Regions from separate parts of the Mus musculus genome. Here regions 1, 2, 3, 4 and 6 are each linked to region 5. The links are chromatin contacts, called in public HiChIP or PLAC-seq and promoter capture Hi-C maps. All regions are on one chromosome and are shown on one strand. Each heading gives the region's core, a stretch centred on a gene start, on an enhancer-like site or on the middle of the called end of the contact. The rest is flanking DNA. Distances are from core to core; before and after follow the strand shown. Region 1 holds the start of Stx17 (syntaxin 17). Region 2 holds the start of Slc25a51 (solute carrier family 25, member 51). Region 3 holds the start of Exosc3 (exosome component 3). Region 4 holds the start of Zcchc7 (zinc finger, CCHC domain containing 7). Region 5 holds the start of Nans (N-acetylneuraminic acid synthase (sialic acid synthase)). Region 6 overlaps Zbtb5 (zinc finger and BTB domain containing 5).

Evidence for each region. Promoter capture Hi-C pulls out the DNA fragments that hold promoters and counts their contacts. HiChIP or PLAC-seq counts read pairs in DNA pulled down with a chosen protein or histone mark. Capture Hi-C pulls out chosen DNA fragments and counts their contacts.
Region 1: a contact with region 5 is called in a promoter capture Hi-C map of adipose tissue. The contact joins the promoter of Stx17 here to the promoter of Nans in region 5. A contact is called at or near these places in 1 of 115 datasets of contacts at active chromatin or transcription factors (pancreatic cancer cells) and 1 of 9 other capture datasets (adipose tissue).
Region 2: a contact with region 5 is called in an H3K27ac HiChIP or PLAC-seq map of thymic regulatory T cells, with 6 times the contacts expected there. The contact joins the promoter of Slc25a51 here to the promoter of Nans in region 5. A contact is called at or near these places in 4 of 39 promoter capture datasets (hippocampal neurons, liver, neutrophils and 1 more) and 1 of 115 datasets of contacts at active chromatin or transcription factors (thymic regulatory T cells).
Region 3: a promoter capture Hi-C map of liver shows a contact between it and region 5, with 2.6 times the contacts expected there. The contact joins the promoter of Exosc3 here to the promoter of Nans in region 5. A contact is called at or near these places in 3 of 39 promoter capture datasets (hippocampal neurons and liver) and 1 of 484 Hi-C or Micro-C datasets (B cells).
Region 4: a contact with region 5 is called in a promoter capture Hi-C map of cranial neural crest. The contact joins the promoter of Zcchc7 here to the promoter of Nans in region 5. A contact is called at or near these places in 2 of 39 promoter capture datasets (cranial neural crest and liver).
Region 6: a promoter capture Hi-C map of liver shows a contact between it and region 5, with 3 times the contacts expected there. The contact joins the enhancer-like site here to the promoter of Nans in region 5. A contact is called at or near these places in 12 of 39 promoter capture datasets (the 3T3-L1 cell line, 3T3-L1-derived adipocytes, the HPC-7 cell line and 7 more), 1 of 484 Hi-C or Micro-C datasets (B cells), 1 of 115 datasets of contacts at active chromatin or transcription factors (forebrain) and 1 of 9 other capture datasets (liver).

The regions. Positions count from the first base shown.
Region 1 is chr4:48,123,585-48,127,535 of GRCm38.p6, reverse strand. Stx17 (syntaxin 17) reads right to left here and starts at 2,617. Exons shown (of 8, transcript NM_026343.2): 1 at 2,578-2,617.
Region 2 is chr4:45,406,580-45,410,660 of GRCm38.p6, reverse strand. Slc25a51 (solute carrier family 25, member 51) reads left to right here and starts at 1,895. Exons shown (of 3, transcript NM_001009949.3): 1 at 1,895-1,966. Gm46852 (a long non-coding RNA gene) reads right to left here and starts at 1,271. Exons shown (of 3, transcript XR_001784277.2): 1 at 1,184-1,271.
Region 3 is chr4:45,318,846-45,322,800 of GRCm38.p6, reverse strand. It overlaps Exosc3 (exosome component 3), which reads left to right and starts at 2,185. Exons shown (of 4, transcript NM_025513.4): 1 at 2,185-2,530; 2 at 3,102-3,251. The coding sequence starts at 2,210.
Region 4 is chr4:44,754,074-44,758,147 of GRCm38.p6, reverse strand. Zcchc7 (zinc finger, CCHC domain containing 7) reads right to left here and starts at 1,589. Exons shown (of 9, transcript NM_138590.4): 1 at 1,456-1,589.
Region 5 is chr4:46,487,558-46,491,580 of GRCm38.p6, reverse strand. It overlaps Nans (N-acetylneuraminic acid synthase (sialic acid synthase)), which reads right to left and starts at 2,252. Exons shown (of 6, transcript NM_053179.3): 1 at 2,091-2,252. The coding sequence starts at 2,222.
Region 6 is chr4:45,003,939-45,007,942 of GRCm38.p6, reverse strand. All of the region lies in intron 1 of Zbtb5 (zinc finger and BTB domain containing 5), which reads left to right. Among named protein-coding and RNA genes, the nearest start is that of Zbtb5, 6.5 kb to the left of the region's middle. Within about 2 kb of position 2,247, at least 20 of the 459 cell types and tissues checked have an H3K27ac peak or open chromatin away from gene starts, as enhancers often do. A contact at or near this core is called in 3T3-L1-derived adipocytes and liver, where this site is marked.

The DNA.
Region 1 (3,951 bases), core at 1,368-3,867, 1.6 Mb before region 5:
AAGAGCTGACACCTGTAAAAACGTCCAAAAATATACAAAATTCCTAGATTCTCAAACTTCTGTGAAGCTATTATATTATTTTAATGATTTTTAAGAAGCACAAAATATTTGTGATAAGATTTATTATCATGGTGTTGTTATATCTGCACTTGTCAAAGCCCATGGACCCATACACATCAAAGAGTAAATGCTACTTCATGCAACTTTAAAAATACCAAGATATAGGAGAAACAAGACTGCATTACCATGGGCAAGAAAGCAAGTAGAGAAGAGGACATGGTAGTTTTGCTGATCACTGTAAGGTTGAAGGTGAGAACAGCTGTGCTGTGTGTTTCTCTGGGTTGTATATTTCAGACATCCTGGAATGAATTTCTGCATATACCAGGACTGAACAGATAGGGAAAGGTTTCCCAGGAAATGAGTCAGTTCTCACTGTTAGAGAACAAGCAGGAGCCAATACTAGGATGATCCTGGTCGTGTAAAAAGACAGAGGTACCAGTCTGCACTTTGATTTCTTCACAATCTATAAATACAGAGATAAACGTTCATCTTGCATACATGGATGTATATATGCATGTACTGCTGTCTTTGGTGAGGCTCTGAGTGTAATGGCACCCTAGTAGCAGTGAGCACCCCTAGACCACAGGTGTTAGTGTCTAATACCATTCTGAAAGACAGAGAGAGGGCAGCAAGCTGCAGGTGAGCGAAGGAGACCAGGAGTCCTTAGAGACGCGGTTGATTCCAGAACTGGTGCAGAAGTCACAGAGGTACAGAAAATAATAAGGACAACACAAAACCTTCTAATGGCCAAAGTGAGAACAATTTGATATATTAAGTACATAATAACAGCAAAATAATCATATGAGATTTTGTTTTTTTTTTTTATTTTTCCAAGACAGGCTTTCTCTGTGTAGCCTTGGCTGTCCTGGAACTCACTCTGTAGACCAGGCTGGCCTTGAACTCAGAGAACCACCTGCCTCTGCCTTCTGAGTGCTGGGATTAAAGGCGTGGGTCATCAGTACCCAGCAATCATAGGAGTTTATGTTGACACAAAATAGTGAATACAGATAAAGAAACCAGATGGAAAGTGCCTCCTTAGAGCAGAAGTCAATAAAGGAGGGAAATTGAGGGCTGTTACAGTATCAAAGTAATAAATAGTACTTGGGGAATAACTGGACTACTAATTGCTATAGAGAATCTCCCAGATACCAAATTTAACTAAGTCATCTGATTGTGTCAACACACAAGCAGTAGGTCCCATCTGGAAGGTCCATGGAGGCATAAACTGAAAAGGGTACTTATACCTTGTGGTATTCTTAACAGAAATGCAACACAATCTAGTCCCAACTAACTATAGACAAACTCCTACTTGAAAGGCATTACCAACATTCCTGACTCTTCAAAGCACACAAAGTCATGATACTGCTACAGATTGGAAAAGGTAATGTCGCCAGGCCCATCAAGAGTAAGGCTGCTTACTAGATACCATTGTAGAATACAGAAGGGACTCTAATAAAAAGAATGGAATCCCAAGAGACCCAGTTAACCAGATAGTAATCTCTTGCTCTCTGTGACTGTATTAAGGATGGTATGTAAAATACTAACACAAGGGCGCTGTAGTGTTCTGTACTATGTGTACGAGTTTTCTTTCTCTCTTTTTTGTTTTTCTAAGACAGGGTTTCTCTGTGTAGGGCTGTCCTGGAATTCAGTCTGTAGACTAAGCTAGCCTTGAAGTCAAGAGATCCTCCTGCCTCTGCCTCCTAATGCTGGGATTAAAGGCATGGGCCACCAAGGCCTCCAGCAACTTCTGCAACTTTTCAATAATTGCAAATGACTCCAAATTTTTTTGTCTGGTGTTTGTGCATGTATAATAATTGCTGTTTCATGGATGAAAGAACGTGTAGAAGACAGGCCTGCAGTCATTTTCCAAGCACACACATTTGCAGTGAGAGGTGTCAAGTGCTTTTTATAAACTTAATCTCTTGGTACTTGCAACTAAGATGATATGGGTACCATGATACTAGGGTTCCACAAGAAGAAAAAGTACCCAAAGGTGAAGTAAATTACTCAAGAGTTATTTAAAAGCGAAAGAGCCCCTTTCCAGGAAAAAGGTCCCAAACTGCTGATAACACTATCTCCCAAGGAAATGCGTCCCCTTGGGCATGTGGGTGGTACAAGGAGAGTAAGTGCTGGCTCGGTCCCCGCAGCTGCGGCCTCTCCGCGTCCTGCTTGGGCACCGGTGTCGCGTCGTCCCTCACGGAGTCACCAGGACGCACCCAGGCCACACCAACGACCCCAGCGGCGCGGCTGGCCCGGCGACCCAGGGCCCGAAGCAGCTCTTCACAGCGACCCGGGAGGGCATAGCGCAGTGGGGCCTCGGCCTCCCCGCTCCCGCAGGGACAGCTACTCCAAAACTGAAAACAGAGAGGCTTGGCCACTTCTGGTCGCGGCCCCGGCGCTCACACTGACCCGAGGCCGGGCTTGGTGACCGGCGCCTCTCCCTTGCGTCCACAGCCCGGCCCGCGGTGACACATCGCAGCCCAGCGACCCCGTGGCGGCAGCCCGGCAGCCCCTTACCTCCCGCCTAGGCGCTCGAGGCCGTCGATACACACTGCGCAGACGCGAGAGGGGCGGGGCGTCTCCAGGGGCGGGATATGTGGCCCCGCCCCCTACCCGGCCAGTGGGCGTGGAGGTAATATAGTGTGCCAACCACTGGATGAACAATTCCAAGTGTTTTATGGGTCGTCTTGTGTACTGTATCTAAGACAATTTACACTTGGATAACCTTCTACATGTTACAGTTTTCCTGCACATTGTGTTCCTTGAATTTTGTTGGCGAGGACGGCCTTGTGCCCCTAGCTCTTTAGGTGTGTAAAAACTGAAGCTCGGAACCCAGTGCCATCCTTCCCCGCCCCGCCCCGCCCCGCCTCCCAGAGCCCCTGAGTGACTGGCTAGGAGTATCTGAATAGCCACAGGCACAAATGAAAGAAGGCATAAACTTTTTTGTCCAGAGCCTGCTGCAGTGCTTTGGGCGTCTGTCCTTATTAAAATGATACCTGGTCACTTTGAGGCTCAGCACAGATAGGAAGTGACTCACTCCAGTTCAGCCCGTTTGTGACAGCGCTGTACTCACAGCTGGTTTTCCTAATTTCTTCTCAAGTAGTTCCAGTTGGACCAGCTGCTGCTAGAACAAGCTTTGAAGTGTGTGCAGGTCATTGATTCTCCTCTCTGAATGTTCTGACCTCAAGACCTAGCCAACTAAAATATATATATGACTATTCAGGTCTTTGCTTGAAATGGATCTTCTGATGATGAAGTTTTCAACAGTCTTAAGAACATTTCCTGTTAGCTGTAAGGAAACTCAGTTCTTAGGATCTGCAGGTAGAAAGGAAGTAGAGGGGGAATTTTAGCCCACAGATTAGGGGCTTAAGAAAGTCTTGAAAGGCAATTTTTAAAATAAAGCTCATTATTAATTAAGCTATTTGAATTTTCTTTGGGGTATACTGGATGTTAGTGTTTATGGTACCCTTAGTTCATAGATTGAGGCATATCTATCAAATTTTCATCCCAAGGAGAAAAATAAAGGTATTAGGTAATGCCATAGGATGGATGGTAAAATGCCAAAGTCAGTTAAACAAGCAATAGGGAATCATTTAATTGGTAAAGTGCCTGCTTCACAATGAAGACCTGAGTTTGGACACCCAGCACCCACATACAAAACCAAGCTCTGTGGTATATGTTTATGATCCTAATACTATCTAAATAGACAAAAGGATCCATGAGCTTGCTGCCCAGCTGGTCTTGTTGAATTGGTAACCTCCAGGCTCACTGAGAGATGATGTGTGTTCTCTCTCTCTCTCTCTCTCTCTCTCTCTCTCTCTCACACACACACACACACACACACACACCGAATCCATTAAACAAGACCTTTTGAAGTAAAGATAACTAGTG
Region 2 (4,081 bases), core at 646-3,145, 1.1 Mb after region 5:
TGACAGGGGAGGGAGGTTTGCACTAACAGGCCCACTATCTGGCATTTACTGTCTTATTCCCTCCCACTGTTGAGGTGACTTCCTTCTCTGGCCCATATTCCATCAGATCACCCTGAGGCCCAGTTCAAACACCTCTTACCCCATGAATCTGTCCCTGGTTCCTTATTGTGGGGCACTGGGCTCTGCACAGACAGGCTGGTCTCCAGTCGAGCTGAGGTCTGAACCCCGGTGGTCATAGGATAGGGAAACTCTGGCGGGGTGTGGGCCTTTTTTCCCTTTTCCCACTTCCCCCGGGCCCCGTTTTTTTGTTCCCACACCTTCTCAAGGGGAAAGCCTCTCATACTTCTGCTTTTGTAGGCTTTGGGTCCATCAGACTCTGACCTCCCTTGGAGGTACCTGCTGCACAGCTGGCACCTCCTCAGGGAGCCATGACTGTACGTGTGGCAGAGGACACTAGCAGTGTGGCCCAACCCAAAATCAGGAACTTATTTTAAGACTTGAGGGTTGGGTGCTGGAGAGGTTGCTTGGTCACTCAGTTAAGAACATACACTGTGCCGGGCCGTTGGTGGCGCACACCTTTAATCTCAGCACTCGGGAGGCAGAGGCAGGTGGATTTCTGAGTTCGAGGCCAGCCTGGTCTACAGAGTGAGTTCCAGGACAGCCAGGGCTATACAGAGAAACTCTGTCTCGAAAATAACCAAACCAAACAAACAAACAAACAAAAAAAGGGGCTGGGGACTTAGCTCAGTGGTAGAGCGCTTGCCTAGCAAGCACAAGGCCCTGGGTTCGGTCCTCAGCTCTGGAAAAAAAAAGAAAAAGAAAAAGAAAAAGAAAAAGAAAAGAACATATACTCTTCTTGAGTCTGGCACCCACATGGGACAGTTCACAGCCTTTAATAATTCCAGGATCAAGAAATCTGAAGCCCTATTCTGGCCTCTCTGGGTACTTATACACATGTGCTAACAGTAGAATAAATCTATTTTCTTTTAAAAAAGAAATGTTTTGTAATTTTTTTTCCTCTTAGGAACTCATTGACTGGATCTCTAGGCAAACTTCCTTAAAGGAGGCTTTGAAATACCAAGATTGACACTCCCGTTTGCTGACGCTAGAAGGCGTGGCCTAGGAGGCGTGGTTTCCGACAGCTTCAGAAACCTGTAAACACTAAGCAGGCTGGGTCACCCACCTGGAACGGTGTGTAATGGTGAGATAATCCCAGTCCTAAGAGGCAAGCTGGTCGCACATTCAGGAGTCTGCTGAAGAGCCTGCCCACGAAGGCTGACTTTGTCCTTTCTGTCCACTGACATTTATCGCCTGTGGTTCTGCAAATCAGAACCATTGTTCAAATGTCACAACATGGAGGAACCCACTCATGGAAGAGACGAATAACTTGCCAAAAGTCACTCAAGGGATGTCACGGCTATAATTCTGACCCGGCTCTCCTAACTCACAGCAGGGTTCTCCTTCCAAGACTCCACAAACTGTGTGTGCATCTAAGGAAAAAGAGGCTAGCTGTATGACCTCATGTACAACTCAGGTGTCCTGTGAAGTGCGGTGACAAAGAGCTCTCCACCAAGCTTTGAGATCGCCTCATCAGAAGCTTTCGCGCCTCCACGCACGCGCTATCTACAGCCCTGGATCTCAACAGACTACACGCTAAATGACGCGCTTGCTGTTTTGTGGAACAACGAGGCCACCGTATAACTTCAGCTTAAGTCAGGGGGGCGGGGAGACTAGCGGCACCCCCACAGCCTGGCAAAAGGTGCGACAAGAGTCAGTACCGGACCGGACGCAGTACAAGGCAGCTATAGCGCTACCCAGACCCTGAGCGAGGCAGGGCCCTGGTCACGTGGCTCGACGACGTCCCGCCCCGCCCCGCCCCGCCCCTGCCTGGGTCGGACCAGTCTGCGCCTGCGCGGGCGCGGGCTCGCTCGCCAGCCGTCCTGCGGGCTTGCGCCCCGGGCCGTGGGTGAGTCCTGGGTGGGGTGCGGTGGGGAGCGGAGGCCGCTGTGCTGCCCTAGCTTCGGGCCAGAGAGAAGGGAGGCTTGAAGCAGGGTCGCGGGCTGCCGAGCTCCAGGTCCTGCGCTCTCCACGCGTCCGGGTCCCGGCAGCTGCGGCCCGGCTCCGGCCGAGGGCCCTGTGGTGCTGCGGCGCGCTCCGGCAGGGAGGCGCCCACAGCTCGGGAGATGCAGGCCCCGGGGGATCGCGGTGGCCCGTGGTTCCCTTTGTCTGCCACCCGCGGGATCGCGGCGGCCCGTGGTATCCGGTGGTGCTGGCCATTCCGCCCAGCGCCTCTCCGTCCTCCCCGAGTGGGCAGATGGAAGCCTGGAGAATGCTCGTTCCGAGGCACCATGTTTCATCACGCAGGAAAGAGTCTAAGGCGGGCGGGTGGGTGGGCGGGCGTCAATTGTTCCCTTCTGTGCGGATTGTTGTAGCTAGCTTAGGTAGAGGATGGCAGCGCCTCGGCCATGTTTACGACTTTTAGCTTAACCTTTGTCTTGGCCCCTACAGGCTGCCCAGCTGGTCCTAGTGCCCACCTTCTGGTTGTCAGTTTTTACCTGTTGTCTATTGAGCAGAATGAATTGTGTGTGGAGTTACCGTACCAAAATGGATCTCCGGCGCCTTTGCTTTGAAAGGATTTGAAGACTCGGATCCAGGGCACATGAGAAACCAGAGTCGTCACCCTTAGCGTTTCTTAGGGCGACATGACACTTCTGACAAGAATTGACTCTAGTCTCCTTTGTCAGATAGAAGCTAAGATAATGGGTTTTTTTGTCACAGCTGTTGCTTTGCATTTGCAGTGGTAAAATCCTGCTGTAACTAGCACTTGAACCCTGCCTGACCCTGGTTTTGTATGCTGACTCAGACCTGCTGACTAGTGGGAATTCACGTCTTTTAAGAATTACAGTCACCCTTTGCCCTGTTTTTGGTCAAAGACCTTTGTACTAAGGTCATATCTGGCTTTTGCATATCCCTGTGGGCTGAAAGTTACATTGAGTATTTAGAATTTACACTGTGCTTACATCACAGAAGTTTGACCCTTATTGGATCAAAGTGGATTTTGCTCCCTTGTGTTAGGTTCGGTGCCTTACAGCAAACTAGAGCAGTCGTAGTAAATACATTTTATAGTAAGTTGCAAAAGATTATCATTTGGAAGTATTTAAATAGGAACCAGTTTATCAGAGTTAAGTTAGTGATCTGAGTGTTGTTATAAAACATGCCATGTTTTAAAGTTTATATATATATATTTGGGGAGGGAGGTTGGGGGGCTCTAATGTGCCAAGGCGCTTGAATGGAGGTCAGAGGACAACTTTCCAGAATTTTTCTCCCACCTCTCGATTGAGCTGATTGGCAGTTAGCTCCTTACTTGATGAGCCTTCTAAACTCTTATCAGAACACTGCACACTGTTTTTCCTTCTTGTTGCTGCATTAAGAAACTTGTTACAGGCTGCAGAGATGGCTCAGCTGTTAAAGCTGTTAAGCTCATAACCCAAAAAAAAAAAAAAAAAAAAGACGCTAGTCACACCACCCTGGTAGGCAGGGTGCAGCTGACAGGAATGCTTTAAGTCTGACATCTGGGAGGTTTGCAAAACATTACATTTTAGCTAAGCATAGTGGTGCACACCTTTAGTCCCAGCACTCTAGGGGGCAGAGGCAGGTGGTTCTCTTGAGTTCAAGGCCAGCCTGTCTACACATCAGGTTCCAGGACAGCCAGGGCTACACAGAGAAACCCTGTCTCAAAAAAGGCACTTTTTTTTCTGTATAAGACCCTTAATATCTAATAATGTAAGTGGTCAAAAATATTTCTAACATTTCTTATGGTAGTTTGTACAGGGGTCTGTAAATACCTGACTGCCTGGGCTATTTTCTGTTTGCTGACCAACAAGGCCCATTATTTCAGCCGTAACAGATTGGATGGACCAACTTTAATTTGCAAAATGTTGTTAAGGAGCAGAAGAATGAGTTGGGCAGAAGGGAAAAGCAAGCGTGGCCTTTGTTTGTAGCGCTGGGGATGGGACACAAGCAGGGAAGCAGTCTTGCTGAGCAGAGTGCTTGCGAAAGGGCACCGGTGACTTAATGTTCA
Region 3 (3,955 bases), core at 936-3,435, 1.2 Mb after region 5:
AGGGCCCGCCTTTTCTGGCCTTGAGTCTCCAATGACTTAGCCTCCTTTGTTTTCTGAATCCACGCGTGGGCTACCTCCTGCCCCTTTGCTAAAAGAAGTGCACCGGGTATGGCTCCTGCCCTAGATTTTGTATTCTATTTCCTTGGGAAACTCCAAACTACCTAGGGTAGGTGCTGAGGACCAGTCCTGAGAATGAGCAACGTTCATTCTCCTTCTCCACCTTTCAGAGGCCTGACATCACTGAATACACCAAAGGCATAGCATTGAGCCATTGAATTAAAGTGGGCTTGGTTGGTTAGTCACAGAATACCTATCGTTTTTTGAGACCTGAGTTATAAAGGAAGAAAGAAGCATAATTTACCTCTGCCCAGAGAACGTCTCTCTGTGAGAGACTAACCAAGTGGTACAGTCTAGGGGGCTTGAAAGGAAAAAAAATGGCGCTCGACAGGTGGAAGCAGAAACCTCTCAAATGCAGACGACATAATCAGCTGTTGAAGAAAGCTCTTTATGAGGAGTGAAGAAAACCACAAACTGGACACCAAGAAAAAGACCCTTTTCAAAATACATAGGGGATTCAGCACCCCAAATCCAATCTTTTCTGGAGAACTGGCGTTTTTAAAGTCTTTGAAGAGTCTCTCCCCCCCCCCTCCCCCAAATGTAGGGTTGGTCGATTTGAATAAAGAATTGATGGTGAATTAGGCCAGAACTGTTGTGTAATGTGTCCTGTGCAGGCCTTGAACTTGTTCAACCGGCCCATCAGCAGGGGGCTTGCTGTTGTTGCAGGTGAGAGTTAAAAGTGTGGGGGTCCCTGCAAGCTCTGCTGCCAGCGGATCCCCAGAAAGTAAGAAGTAAACGTGGTTCAGCATGACTTAGCCGGGCTGGTACAAACTTCGGGAGTCTGACTCCAGTTTATTTTTATTTATTTATTTATTACTTATTTAAACAGTAAAACTTTCAAAAGAAAAAAAAAAAGGTTTTCTTGTGACAACTATTACCACAAAGCTTAGGACACGGTTATATCTAAACTCCCTTGCAAAGTGCATGTTTTCTTGAAAAGCACCATGACCTCTTCCACAAGAGTGGGTTCTGTTGACTGAGAAAACATGCTCAGGAGAAGAGCCTAGGGAGGAAAGGTTTTTATAATCATAATAGCAAACTCTTTTTCAAATCCATGAGATCTCTCTTATAAGGATGGAGTCTATGGACTGGAAATGCTCAGGAAAAGGGGGATTCAGGTGAGAGCTAGCTCCACAGAATGGTAAAATTACCTGGTATTCAACAACCTCCATTCCAGCCTTCCAAGTGAATAGCTGTCAATTTCTTCCATTGAAGAAAAAGATCTGCATGTTTAACAATTCTGGTTTCTATAGGACTACCTGGAAGCACATGCCCTCCTACCCTCTACACAAAAGCCTACACAGCCTTTTTTTGAGGCTGCTAAGCTTGTATTGAGTTAGGAGGTTGAGGTTGAGGAAGAAGTTAGCCAACTTGACAATTCATCACCTGTTACCTAGCCGTGGCTCCTCTCCTTATCTGCCTACCTCGGAGTCTTACTCTCAGTCTTTCAATAGCACTAATTAACAACTTGGCTGGGGCACTTGTATTTCAGTTGTCCCTTATATCCAGGGATTAAATGGCTTGCCAGCATTTTACCAAATTTGCAGGAATTGTGATGCCCCTTCCCTAAAAAAAAAATCTATAAACTCGAGTTGGCAGCAAAGCATCAAGCAACTGATCTCAGTCAATGCCAAGGCCTTCAGTGCTGTTGGAGAACTGAATCAATTACTCATTGAAGATGCCGACAGAGAAACGCTGGTTTCACAGATAACCCCAAAGTCAGAAAACTGTAAGTTCTTAAGTTCTTGCACATTGTGGGTTTTGGATTTAACAGTTTCTCACATAGCTGTTAGTGTGCTCCCAAAGAAGTAGCTGGGAGAATTCCTGAGTTACCGATGTTCCCAAGCCACTGAAGAGATGAACTCAAGTAGGTGAAAAGGTGTGATGTGTGTGGGAGGAGGTGGGAGATTGTTACATTAGGTACCGTGAAGCTACAGACACAGGGCAGGGAGTAGCACCCATGGGATGAAGCGAGTATCTCCCAAGCTCAAGTCCAACTCAGAAAGCCCACAACCACCGGAAAGAGATGACCCTGGTGGGCGGGTAGCGGAAGCGGAAGTAGATACCGGAAGCTGCGATGGTGACGCCTGCCATGGCTGAAGTACTGTCCGCGGGACCGGAGTCGGTGGCGGGCTGCCGAGCACGGGCCGTGCACAAGGTGCTGAATCAGGTGGTTCTCCCCGGGGAGGAGCTGGTGCTGCCGGACCACGAGGACGTAGACGGCCTTGGCGGCGCCGGGGAGCAGCCGTTACGCCTGAATGCGGGTGCGCGCCCGAGGCTGCGCGTAGTGTGTGGCCCAGGTTTGCGACGCTGCGGGGACCGTCTGCTGGTCACCAAGTGTGGCCGCCTGCGTCACAAGGAGCCCAGCGGAGGCGGCGGCGGCGTTTACTGGGTGGACTCGCAGCAGAAGCGGGTGAGCGGATGTCGGAGAGGCGGCGCTGCCGCGAAAGTGGGCCCCCTGCAAGCGATCATAGGTTAAGGCGAATCTAGAGCCGCGGTGGCTTCTAGCCCCCTCTCTGCATCTTCTTTAGAGGAACCACAATAGGAACACATCCTGAGAAGGGTGACAGGAGAGAAAGGTTCCGTGAGATCTTGTCTTGAAAAACCCAAAGCCTCGGGGTTGCCATTTGGTGTCCCAGTTGCAATGAGTCCAAATAAATCACAGGGAATTAAAATTCCCATAGAATAATTAAGAGCTTTCACTTAGGAATAATGTCAAATGGAGTGGGTTTCCTTGAATGTAAAGATTCTTGTGCCACCAGACTTGTAAAGGATGCTGAGAAAACTTGAAACTTGATCAAGTGTGAATTAGACGTTCATAAAGTTGGACTGGTGCGGGCCGGTTTTGTAGTTGCAGCTACATGGGGAGTATGAGTTGGCTGGATAGGTTGAGACCCACCCTGATCAACCTAGATGAAAGTTTCAGAAGATATTTTGTAATGATATTTGTATTATTTATGACTGTTCTTTCATTCTGCTTTTAGTATGTACCTGTGAAAGGGGACCACGTGATTGGCATAGTGATCGCTAAATCTGGAGATATATTCAAAGTTGATGTTGGAGGGAGTGAGCCAGCGTCTTTGTCTTACCTGGCATTTGAAGGGGCAACTAAAAGAAACAGACCAAATGTGCAGGTAATAATGGGAGTCTTTGGTTTCAACAAGAAAAAATATCCACTCCCGAGAAAGTTAACTATCCAGAGGGCTACTTGAATTGTCTTCAAAGCATAAACCAGTTCTCCAAGACAGTTTATAAGAGTTTCTCAGGCGCTGCGGCTCCAGAAGTATTGCTGTATGTCATGTTTGCAGCCTTGGTTCTTTTCTACCGGGTTGAAGAGTTACATCTGCTATCCCCCTCCTTACCTGTCATGTCTGAATCCACCCCATGAGGAAAATGGCCCTAGTCTAAGGGCCATGGGCACTATTGGCTATCTGTTCATCATGGCTCTAAATCCTTGGAGCTGGAGCTGACAGAAGAGTAATCTTGTTTCTGTAGGTTTTCAGGTTGGGCTTTCTGGGTAGTTTAGCCATGTTCTTCCTGAACACCTGAGCCAGAAATGTGCTGGCCTCTCTGCTGCTTTTTCTTCAACTCTCAAGGGTCTTTAGTCACTCAATCTTATTTGTTCCTTCTCTTATCTTTTGTATGCCAACCCCTTTGTCTCACTTTTGACAGGAGCGGGCAACAATCTTATGAACTCATTAAAAAAAAAAATCTCATTAAAAAAAGGATTGTTCAAATCACACAGAGAGCATTGTACTCAGGGGTCTTTCCTCGTGGTTTCTGTTACTTCATGGAACCATATTTAAGCTTCACAGTGTAACTGGGCTTTGTTTCCTTC
Region 4 (4,074 bases), core at 340-2,839, 1.7 Mb after region 5:
TGAGGGCTGAATTTTTAAATCCACAGTTGTCAATGGATAAAATGACTAATAGTTTATTCTCCACTTAGGTTTATAACTTACAAGAATCTCAGTGTGCTACTGAGATTCAGTGAAGGCAGAAACAAAACCAATTACAAAAGTTAAAATGTCTGCCCCTTTTTCAAATGTTACTGTCACTTCCAATCAAAGGAGGTAAGGAATCCAAATGGGACCATCAAAGAGAGAAACAATGGGCTTGTCTCCATGTCAGAAATGCATGCTAAATTTACTGATGTTAACTTCTAACTACTCTTTGGACTCTGCTGGAAACAGTGCTTCTCCTATTTGTCCCATGCACTGTTAATCGTGTAGTTTTCATACAATTTTCACTTCCAATTCTTCCCTCAGATCATTCCCCATCCTCTGACTAAATGACAATAATTAACTGTCCCTAAAGCACAACACCGTCTTAAATACACACGCTGCAATTTAAGGTCTAAATGTTCAACACCAAGTCGAGAGCTTTTGAAGGGAGCCTAGTCATTAAATTAAGGGTGATTTTATACTTGGGAAAAACAGGCTCAGGAAAAAAATTATCCAATGGGCTAAAAAAGGCCCTTAAAAGTTTCCTTCTGCCGGGCGTGGTGGCTCACCCCTTTAATCCCAGCACTCTGGAGGCAGAGGTAGGCGAATTTCTGAGTTCGAGGCCAGCCTGGTCTACAAAGTGAGTTCCAGGACAGCCAAGACTATACAGAGAAACCCTGTCTCAAAAAAAAAAAAAAAAAAAAAAAAAAAAAGTTTCCTTCATTCAACCCTGAGACTTGAAATCACAGTAAACTCGACCTAAAGGTATTCTGAGCGTCGGCAGCTAATCAGTGATGGCTGGAACTGGGGGCTGCCAACTCCCAACCTCGATTTCCCCACAGTAAAATTGACTACAACTGTCTGCTGTTAGGGTGTGCGGGCGCGGGGGCAGAGGATCATCTTAGGATACCCTGGTTTTATATAAGGAATGGGGCATAGTTCCCAGATTCTTTGTGTCTACTCGTGAAGCGGCTACTTGACAGCACCAGCTTAAGGTGGCCCCCGACTGGACGCATCCTTGAGGGCCAGGTTCCCCTCAGCGAAGGGAGACCTCCACATTTCGGGACTGGCCCACCTCCCCAGGACGGGTGAACCGTGGGAGGCGGTGGAGTAACGCCGACAGAGAAGACGTGCCCGTCAAGGCCATCGCCGCCCAGCCTTGCCCAAGCCCTGGTCTCGGGCCGCCAAACCCCAGCCCGGTCACTGAGCCGCGTGGGGCGGCACGGAGCTGAGAGGCCATTTGCTGCGCTGCACTGCGCTGAGCCCCGAAGGACCGGGAGGGGAAGGCCAGAGAGGGGCACGCATTAGTTCCACAGCTCCGCGGGCGAGGCGGAGAGGGGAAGGGGTCCCCCGGCCGCGGGACAGCTCGGGGTCCGTCACACACATACTCACTGCCGCGGCCGCGACCAGGAAGCACCAACCAGGAACCGAAACGCGTAGAGGAACGGGGAGGGGCGAGGACAAATGAGGTAAGGAAGCCGCGTCCGCGCGGACTCCAGGGAGGAGAAGGTACTTCCGGGGAAAACAGAGCTCTTGGGAGCTGTCCTTCCGCCCAACCCGCGAGTCCTCCGAGCGCATGCGTAACGCTTATTAACCCTTTGTTTTCTCCGCCTATAAACTTTGTGTTTGGTTTTGTTCTTTTTTTCTTCATCCTTCCTTTCGAAAAGAAATCTCGGCTGAAAAAATTATGGTGCATATTTTTATCTTATGAGTTATACTAAATAGAAGCTACTTGAAGGGCAAAAGTAAGTGCGAGTTCACTTACTCCCGTGTTGGAAAGAAAACTACAATTCCCATGATACCTTGGTCCGGTCGGCAGGGGCTGTCTCTTTTCTAGCTCTGGGTGACGCCCTCGTAGTAACACGTGGCGCAGAGCAAATCGGCCCCTTTTCCGGGTGGAGGTCAGAGTTAGTAGGGGATTTAGGGTTAGTAGGTGACTTCGGAGAGGGACCTTGATAATGCCAGCGCGGGAAGAGGCATTTTTGAGAGTGTCTGGTTTGGGTTTTGGTTTTTCCGCTAGTGGGAATAGTGACCGCACGGCTTTTCTCACCTTAGGTTGTAAAGTGCACTCGGAGGTGCTTCCGCCTTGTTAACTGTTTGTGAACCGTGAAGAGCTGCACTCCTGCAACACGGAGTAAATGCTGTTCTTTCTGGTACTAGGAGACGGTGTTCACGGCCTCCAGCATTGGTTCCCTTGGTCACACCTTTAAGAAAAAACAAAAAAACAAAAAAACTTTAATTATGAGGTTGGACGTGTAACCCAGTTGGTAAAGTGCTTGCTTACCGCATAGAAGGCCCTGGGTTCATTTTTAAGTTCCACCACATAAGCAGCCTAGTACAGAGGAGGTGGAAAAAGGAAAATAAGGAATTCAAGTTCATCCTTAGCAACGTGGAGCAGTCAAAGATAGCCTGAGCTACTTAAGACCTTGTCACAGTCAAACACAAACAAACATAAGTTCATCTAAGCAACTTTACAAATACCGAATTAGGTACTGACAACATCCCTGATAGATGAGTTTGATTTTAAATCTTTTTGCCAACATTTATTGAACATATTAGAGCCAAGCTGTCAGCCTTCTACGTTATTAGAAAACTAAGCTTATATTTACTTAAACTAAATTATAGGGGGGTTGGGGGAAGAGTTTCAGGAAAATGTCAGGCTGTTCTAGAAAGTCCAGATAAAGTAGAAGAATTTTAAGGTCTTGTTACAGTATTAGGAGTTTGAAAATAATTACAAAATTCGATTAGCATTATGGTTATGTGCTAGGAAAGAAAGGGACAAGACACTATAAAAAGGCAAAATTGAAAAACCTATTTGGGGGATAGAAAAAGTGGTATAGAAGTAGGTCACATGTTTGGACAGTTCAGGGAATATGTGCCAAAGGAATGCTGTGTGTGTGTTTGTGTGTGTGTATGTGTGTATTAAAAGACTGAATTTTTAATCAAGGGCCATAATAACTCCTCTTAGTATATTGTTAGCTTACAGGTGATTTCACTAGACTCCTCCCAGGGACCGAGCAAGGGATTAGAGGACCTATAAAAGGACTGCTGGCCACCCGGCTCTCTGTGTGTTCCATAATCTCATATGTCCTCTCCTTTTTCTTTTTTCCCCTCCCCCCTCTCTGTTTTCAGAGTTCCCTCTCCCCCGTCTGTCCTCAGAGGTCCCCCTACCTCTTGCCCTCGTGGCCCCTGCCTGCCTCTATACCCTTTCCTACCCTGTCCCAGGTCCTCAGTCCTCTCCCTTCCCCCAGGAAACCTCTTTTATACCAGATCTGTTGCATGGCATAATTACTCAGGAATATGCCTTGGCATGAGCTAAGTACCCACCAGGTACCCCCATTCATAACAATATTGTTTTGCTGCCCCTTTTGCTAGTTTTTTAGGTTTTACTACAGAGCTTAGTCCAGCCTTAAACTCAAGTACTGGGATTGCAAGTTGGTGCAACCTAACCTAACCTTAAAAACCTAACTTTTTTTTATTATGTGTGTTTGGTTGTTTGAGACAAGATCTCTTTACTGTGTAGTCCTGGCTGTTCTGGAACTCTCTATACAGACCATACAGGCCTTGAACTCAGAGATCTGCCTGCTGAGCTTCTGAGACTAAAGGCGTGTGCCACCGTGCTCAGTGATTATTTTTATTATTAGTGTTAATTTCTATTTACAAAAAAGGAGAAACCGACTCAGATGAACAGATTTCTAACTGCCAGAAGTAGTGAATACTGCTTAATCTTGAGTTTATCAGCTTAATCAAACTGAAAAGCACTGATGAACCCTTCTGGGTATCCTGTGAGCATATTTTCAGTGAGGGAGTTAGGTCAGGACCTAAATGTGAGCTGTACCTACCATCCAGGGAAACTAAGCACCCAGACAGAGTTAGAAGGGGATAAAGAGAGAGGTGTGAGCCAGAATAAATATGCTGCTCCTTTACCTTGTTTCTCTTGAGAATGTAAAGCTAATGAGCATAACCCTTAATGGCTGTGGCCTCGCCTCTCACTGTTACTCATGCAGCCAA
Region 5 (4,023 bases), core at 1,003-3,502:
TGCTGGCACACAAACATACATATAATTTAAATAAATAAATCATAGGGGAGAAAACACTTTAAACCAGGTAGTGTTGTGTGCCTTTAATCCCAGGCACTTAGGAGGCAGAAGCAGGCGTATTTCTGTGAATTGAATACCAGCTTGGTCTACATAGTAAGTTCCAAGTCATCGAGGGCTCAGGATCAGTCAACTCACAATGTCCTAACACTAGGCCGGGCTCTTGCTTACAGCCCCAGCCCCGCCACTGTGCCCCCTGACCCCAATACCCTCCAGAACTAAAGAGAACCCATGAGAAAAAAACTATAACTCTGTTTGCACGGTTTTATATTTCTAGGTTTTACAACCTCACCATACAAGGAGGTCACACCTTGGAAAAACAGGCTGTCCCTTTCAATCAAAAGCAGGAATTTCCCTCTTTATAGTCCAAAGGCAGGAAACCTGTGTTTAAAGGGAAGATTAAAAATTATACATTTTTGAAACGAGGTCTCATTAGGTAGCCCCTGATGAGCCTGGAACTTGCTAAGTAGTCCAAGCTGGCCTCGAACTCAGAGAGATCTGACTGCCTCTACTTCCAAGTGCTAGGATCAAAGATATCAATGAAGTTGACAACAAGCATCATAGGAATTAAAAGAGAGAGTACACAAAAGCACTTAGTTCCGCATCTCAAGAGTGACAATCTAAAACTGTGTTAGCAGTTATTACTTTAAAGTCCTTTTGTGCTTCAACAGTACTGTGATCACAAGACCAATTAATTAGTTCTAAGGAAAGGTAAGATAAAACTGAATTTGAGAGAGTCCATGTAGAGAGTGGAGTGCTATCTTGACACTCGATGGGGTTAGAAATAGCTGTGAGCAGCCATGTGGGTGCTGGGAACTGAACTCAGGTCCTTTGGAAAAGAAGCCAATGCTCTTAACCACTGAGCCATCTTTCCAGCCCCAGGAACTGCTGAATGTAATGACCCATGCCTACACTCTCGACACTTGGGAGACTATGACAGGAAAACGGGTCCAAGCTTGAGAGCCTAGCCTAGTCTACAGAGTAAATTCCAAGCCAATCTACATTACAGAGTGAGACTCTTGTCTCCAAAAACAATAATAACAATCAATTAAAAAGATAACAAACCAAAAAAAGAAAAAAGAAAAAAGAAATCACAGGGTAGACTTTATGAAAGCTGAGGGTTAGGGTCACAATGACGAACAGGACGGTTTCTCTTCAAAGATTCATTCAAAACAAAGAAAGGATTAAAAGAAAGTATGACAAGTCCTGAGTGAAGGCTAGCACCTGTAATCCCAGTACTTGGAAGCCTGAAGCAAAATATCTGAGGGATAGCCTGGGATACATGATGACTCCCAGTCTAGCCCAGGTTAGAGTAAGTCCCTGTTTTAAAAGGACTAGAAGCAAAACACCGTGAGACCTAGGGCTGCGGGCTGTAGCTGGAGAAGCCATCCCTGTCGTTCGGACTGAACGTGTGGAAACTTACTAAGAGAAGTGGGTGGGCGTGTAGTCACAAGCATCTCAGCAGCTGTAGTTAGTGGTCACCCAAGGAGCCCTGGACTAATTATTGTGCTTTTCACTCCTTCCCTTCACGGATGCTCATCCCAGCTCCATGAAGCCGGGTTTTCAAATCAGGCAGCTTAGTCCCTAACCCGATCTGCACTTTTTACCGGTTAGTAATCCAAACACTGGGACTGAGAAAAACCACACCAACTTCCAAGGACTGTAGACAAATATCACACGGGAGGATCTCTGGGGTGGCATATGACAAGCAGGAAGGGGCTGGGTCCCTAAGATTCTGGTTAGGTAGGAAGCCACGGAGCAGGCCAGGCAAGGGTAGGAGCTGATCTAAACAGAAAGAAGATCGGTTGGGAGGGCGAGCAAGAGCAGCTGTTAGACGGAGTTGGGGAGCCGAGGCAAGAGAGACGCGGAGCACAGGACCAGAAGGCAATCGCGGCCGCGCTCTCCCAAGCCCCTCCGTGAATTCTCCCGGGCCCCTCCGTTAGCCTGCCCCCCGCCCGGGTTCCCTGCAAACTCCTCCGTCAACCTTCCTGGGCTCCTCCGCTACTTACTCCTCCACGGGCCCCGCCCCTCACCTTGGCAGTGCGGATCATGCGCTTGGCCACATCTATGTCTCCTTGGTGGTTCTGGCCGATCTCCGCGATGATGAAGCACGGGTGCTTTCCACCCACCCAGCGCCCGGGACACAGCTCCAGTTCCAGCGGCATGGTGCATTACCCGCGCCTGCTTGCTGCCCCGGGCGTTTCCGCACCCGCCGCGCAGGCCCGCAGGTCTCAGCCCCGCCACGTCAGCCGGCGGCTGTCGCGCAGCCAATCCGCGGGCCCCGTCTCGCTCGACAGCCAATCGGAGCCTTACCTCTGCAGAGAGCGGGGAGAAAAGCAAGCCCCGCCCCTCCAGCGCTGCCTACGCCTCTAGACACAATTTGGTCTACTTTATGGCTAGATAGAAGAACAAGGAGAGAGTGCAGCCCATGAAGCAGTCAGGAAAGTAGGTGTTCTAGAGTTCGAATCCCATGGTTGCGGATTCTGAGACAGAACAGAAAGACGAGGAAATCTTGCGAGCATAAGACAGAGAGGAGCGCTCACCCAAGAATCTGCGTGATGTCTTTTGTCAACAGACTAACAGGAATTTCCACGCAGCCGCTAACAACTAACTGTAGTCTGCAGTTTTCTAGAAATCTCATGAAAAATCACGTTAGAGGGAAAGGGCAGACACCAAATGCCTCAGGAAACCCTAGTGGCTCCTGGTTTTGCCATATCAGGTTATACCCCATCCAAGGCATCTCTGGAGCCACCTCACTTTCCAAGAGAGTGAAGGAAATGGGTGGTGGTGGGGAATCTTAGTAACCTTGTGAGATGCAACTTGAGAAGCACTAAAATGGTATTTGTGGCTAACATTAAGACAGTTATGACTCTCTGGTCTTCTCAAGCATTGTTTACATTCTTCCCTGAAACAGAAGTATCATATAGAATTGTAAGACAGTATATAGAAATCTTTGAAGCCGGGCATAGTGGCACACGCCTTTAATCCCAGCACTCGAGAGGCAGAGGCAGGCAGATTTCTGAGTTCGAGGCCAGCCTGGTCTACAAAGTGAGTTCCAGGACAGCCAGGGCTATACAGAGAAACCCTGTCTCGAAAAAAACAAAAGCAAAAACAACAAAAAAAGAAATCTTTGATTGCAAAAATTGGTATGGTATTTAATTTGTTTAATTTGTTTTTATGTATATGGTTTGTTTTGTGCACCACATGTGTGCCTGGTACCTGAAGAACTGAGAAGAGGGAATCATAGTCCCTGGAATTGGAGTACAGACGATTGTGAGCCACCAAGTGGATGCTGAGAACTGAGCCCAGGTCCTCTGGAAGAGCAGCCAATGAGCCTTATCGCTGAACCATGCATGCCTCCAGTCCACAGTGCAGTACATTTTAGACAGCCATAGCTGTTTCTACTATATGAGAGGCATTAGCCTCAGGGAGTTTCACTAATTTGGCCAAAGTCATCCTGAACTCTAGAGCGGGGCTCAGACTGCGGCCCTGGAGTGTCTCCCAGCCCGGGTCTCCTACAGCACACTCCTTGGATTTCAGAGTTAGATCGATTTCCTGTTTGACTACACAGAACTGAAGAACGGAAGACAGCCAGGACAGAGGTTGTTTTGTTTTGTTTTGTTTTGTTTTGTTTTGTTTTTGTGTGGTGTTTTCAAGACAGGGTTTCTCTGTGTAGCCCTGGCTGTCCTGGAACTCACTTTGTAGACCAGGCTGGCCTCGAACTCAGAAATCCACCTGCCTCTACCTCCCAAGTGCTGGGATTAAAGGCGGGTGCCACCACCGCCCGGCCAGAATAGAGGGTTTGAACACATTGGAATAAACATGTAGTTCAAAGTACCCACAAGACAGGAAGAAACACATCTGAACCTGACTGAGAGGGAGGGAGCTCTGGAAGCCATCCCCAGGAAGAAAGGCTGAGGAGATGGAGAAAGCAGGACAGATAGGGGGTGGGGCGGTCATAGCAGA
Region 6 (4,004 bases), core at 998-3,497, 1.5 Mb after region 5:
GCTTGGCATTGTGAAAGGTCATGGAAGGCCATTGGAGAAGGTATAGCCTCAGCTGTAGTTGGTGGCCCAGGACCGAAGGGGTCATGCAAAGGATTTGAGGCTTGGCACCATGAAGAGAGCCTATGAGAGGCTATTGGTGAAGCCTAGTTGAAGTAGAACACCCCAGTGTATTGGAGATGTCAGTACCATGGGATGATCACCAAGAACAGCAGCCATAGTGGAGTGGATCAACCTGAGCTTAGAGTGCTACAGAGGGCAGAGCTGGAGAAGAGATGCCAGCCCTTAGGAGGAGTCCAAAAGATCAAGTGGAATCCCAGACACTGAAACAAGAAGCTGTAACATTGAAATTGCCTTGGAGACTCAAAGATGTTAAAGATGCCAGAGCCATGGGATACATGCTGAGGAAAGCTGCTAACGGAGTGGAACCAGCCCAGGAGAAAGCAGTTTGTTGCAGTCAACAAAGATGAAAAAGGAGTGGAGTTCTAAAGACTGCTTTGACATCATCCTTGGAGATGCAGAGTTTGGAGTTTGCCCAGCTGATTTCCTGCCTTGCTTTGGGGATTACAGTTAATTAATTAGATGAATCTCAGAAGAGACCTTGAACTTTGGACTTTTAACATTGCTGAGACTGCTATAGACTATGAGGACTTCGAAAATTGGACTAAATGCATTTTGCCTTATGCTATGTTTAGACTCATGTTTTTGAACAAGTCTATGAGGGCCAGGGAGTGGAATGTGATGGTTTGTATATTCTCGGACCAGGGAGTGGCACCATCTGGAGGTGTGGCCTGATTGGAGTAGGTGTGTCACTGTGAGTGTGGGTTTAAGACTCTCATCCTAGTTGCCTGGAAGTCAGTCTTCCACTAGCAGCCTTTAGATGAAGACATAGAACTCTCAGCTCTGCCTGTGCCATGCCTGCCTGGATACTGCCATGCTCCCACCTTGATGATAATGGACTGAACCTCTGAACCCGTAAGCCAGCCCCAATTAAATGTTTTTTATAAGACTTGCCTTGGTCATGGTGTCTGTTCACAGCAGTAAAACCCTAAGACAATATTTTAAGTGCATTAATGTTTTGCCTGCATATATGTCTGTGTGAAGGTGTGAAGTCCCCTGAAACTGGAGTTACAGGCAGTCATGAGCTGCCATGCTAGGATTTGATCTTGGGTCCTCTGGAAGGGCAGTCAATGCTCTTTAACTGCTGAGACATCTCTCTAGCCCTGAAACTAATTTTATTAAATTCTTTTGAAGATGAGTGGCATAAGTAAGCATATTATAGCTTAATTGATAATATTTATATTCGGGCTTACACCTTCAATTCCAGGACTCTGGATGCTGGGTCAGGAGACCCTGTCTCAAAACAAACAAAAATGACAGCTTTCTTTCCATCTTCTCTGGTGTTACACAAAATAATTCGGCTTATAACCACTGGCATTTTAGACTTAATAAAATGTGGTGCAATTAGAAGACCCATCCTCAGTTATTTCACTCTAATTGTAATGAGTGAGTTTTACAGATTTGCCTTTATGCTCTTGAGGAAGTTTGTTACTGAGAAGAACTGACTAGGAGTGAGGCTCTTCCTTATATAAATGGAAATTAACAAACTATTTGTTTTGCAAACTTTAATGAATGATTAAATGATGGTGTGCCTTTTGGAAATTATACATGATAATCTGTTACTTTTTATATTCAATAAGTGGGTTTACAAATCCTTTATAGTAAGCTTTTCAAATTAAAATGATTAGAGTGAATTGCTTCCTGTTTTGCCCCTGTATATGATATTGTTAACATGGTATAATTGATTTTTCAGTGCATCTTAATTATTCAGTCATGATTTTAAATTAGCTCAACATCATCTTTCTCTAAAATTGCAAGGCATTCACCTTTTGTTATCCCGTTTAATTTCTACTACAAGGAGGTCAAGGAAGAATGACAAGGAGATGAAGCCTGCTGTTTCTTCCTCCCAAAAAGACTAAACACACACACACACACACACACACACACACAAAACACATCTACTTCGACATACATTATATTCGTTATTGAATAGAAAGAAGGTCGAAAGCAGCTCAGCATGGTCAAATCCTGATCATTGTCAATTTTAAGTGGCTCATACTGCTTTAAAAGCAAACTCAGTATAAGAAATTAACTTTTTCTCTCCTATCTTTTCTACTGGTAAGAGACTATTACTAAAGATTCAGGGCAAAGGTCCTTTAGAAGTCCCAGTAGACCAGTCCCAGCTCGCCCAACCTGCCAACCAAGCAGAGCCTTGTCGAAGGGTGGGAAAGCAGCATTAATCAGGTGACCACATCGGGGAGGGCAGCCAGGCTCAGTAATCTCAGATATGTCTTGTATCAGCTGACAAGAACTTGAGATTTTGTAGGAAAGGGAAACAAGCAGAGACTGAAAGTTTGCTCAGCTGACAGAGCAGGTCACCTTGGTCAGGCCAGTGGTCTGGCTGGCCATTGTCCTTGTTCTGGTTCCTGGAAGTGGGTCTAGAACAGCAGCTGCCCTGTCAGCATGCACATCTGCTTCCCATAAGCTTTAGGAGAGCTAATCTCGGGGTGGTTTGTTCCCATTTGGGACTGGGAGACCTTTTCCAGCTAGGTTTAGCATGGATAGGATTAGTTCCATTTCTCTGTCCTAAAGACAATTTTTTTTTTCTATCTGTCATATTATTCCTAGAATCCAAGGTAACTGCAGAACAGAAACCTAGGAGGACAAAAGTTAGAGAAGGACAGAATGGAACCAGTTAAGCCTATTTGCCAGCTTTATAAATGTCCTTGCCCCCAGTGCTTAGACATTACTTTCTTTGTCAGAAAATGTCACCCAAACCCCCATTCAGAAATAATATTCTCGCAAGGGGAAGCGATACACACCTTTAATCCCAGCACTCGGGAACCAGGCAGGCAGATCTCTGAGTTCAAGGCCAGCCTAGTCTACAGAGTGAGCCGGGCCTAAGGAGGGAAGAAGTTGGATCCCCTGGAATTGGATATACAGGAGATTTATGGGCCACCATGTGGATGCTGGGAATCAAGTCCAGGTCCTGTAGAAGAGCAACAAGTTCTGGTAATCACTGAGCAAGTTCCTCAGCCCTACTTCTTAATTAGACTTGTTTCTATTTTATATGTGTGGCTGTTTTGCTTATATGTATGTCTATGTACTACATGTATGAAGAGGCCAGGAAAGGGTGTTGGGCCCACTGGAACTTGAGAGTTAGACACTTTTGAGTCTGTGGCTGCTGGGAATGGAACCTTTATTCTTTTTTTGAGACAGGGTTTCTCTGTGTAGCCCTGGCTGTCCTGGAACTCACTTTGTAGATCAGGCTGGTCTTGAACTCAGAAATCCGCCTGCCTCTGCCTCCCAAGTGCTGGGATTAAAGGCGTGCGCCACCGCTTTTCAATCTCACACCTAGGTCACTCTTTGCCGCTAAATGTTGGAAGGTAGCATGCTCGTATCTGTTTCTACAAATTCATACCATTGTCCATGTTGTGAGAAACTGGAGATCACCTTTGTGTTTTCCAGTTTTACCTGTTACACATACGCCTCCCACTTTGTAAAGCACCCAGTTATATGTCTCATTCTTACTACTTGCCTGTGACTTGAGTATTAGCACTCTACTGTGTAAATCTGTGTTCCACAACATATTATCTTGAACATGTTAAAACAGTCAAAAAATAATTCGGTGGTACTAGCTAGGCATATAGCTCTGTCTGTACAGTGCTTGCCATGCAAGTGTTGGACTTAGTCTCATCCCAAGAACTCACATTAAAACAAAAGCTAGTGTGACACACATGGCTGTCACCCAGCACTGGAGAGACGGAGACAGGAGTCACTGGCTAGCCAGCACTGGTGGTACATGCCTTTAGTCCCAGCACTCTGAAGGCAGAGTCAGGCAGCTCTCTGAGTTTAGAGGCCAGCCTATCAATAGAGTGAGTTCCAGGATCAGCCAGTGCCACAGAGAAATCCCATCTCAAAACCCCACCTCTACTTCCTATTGCAAA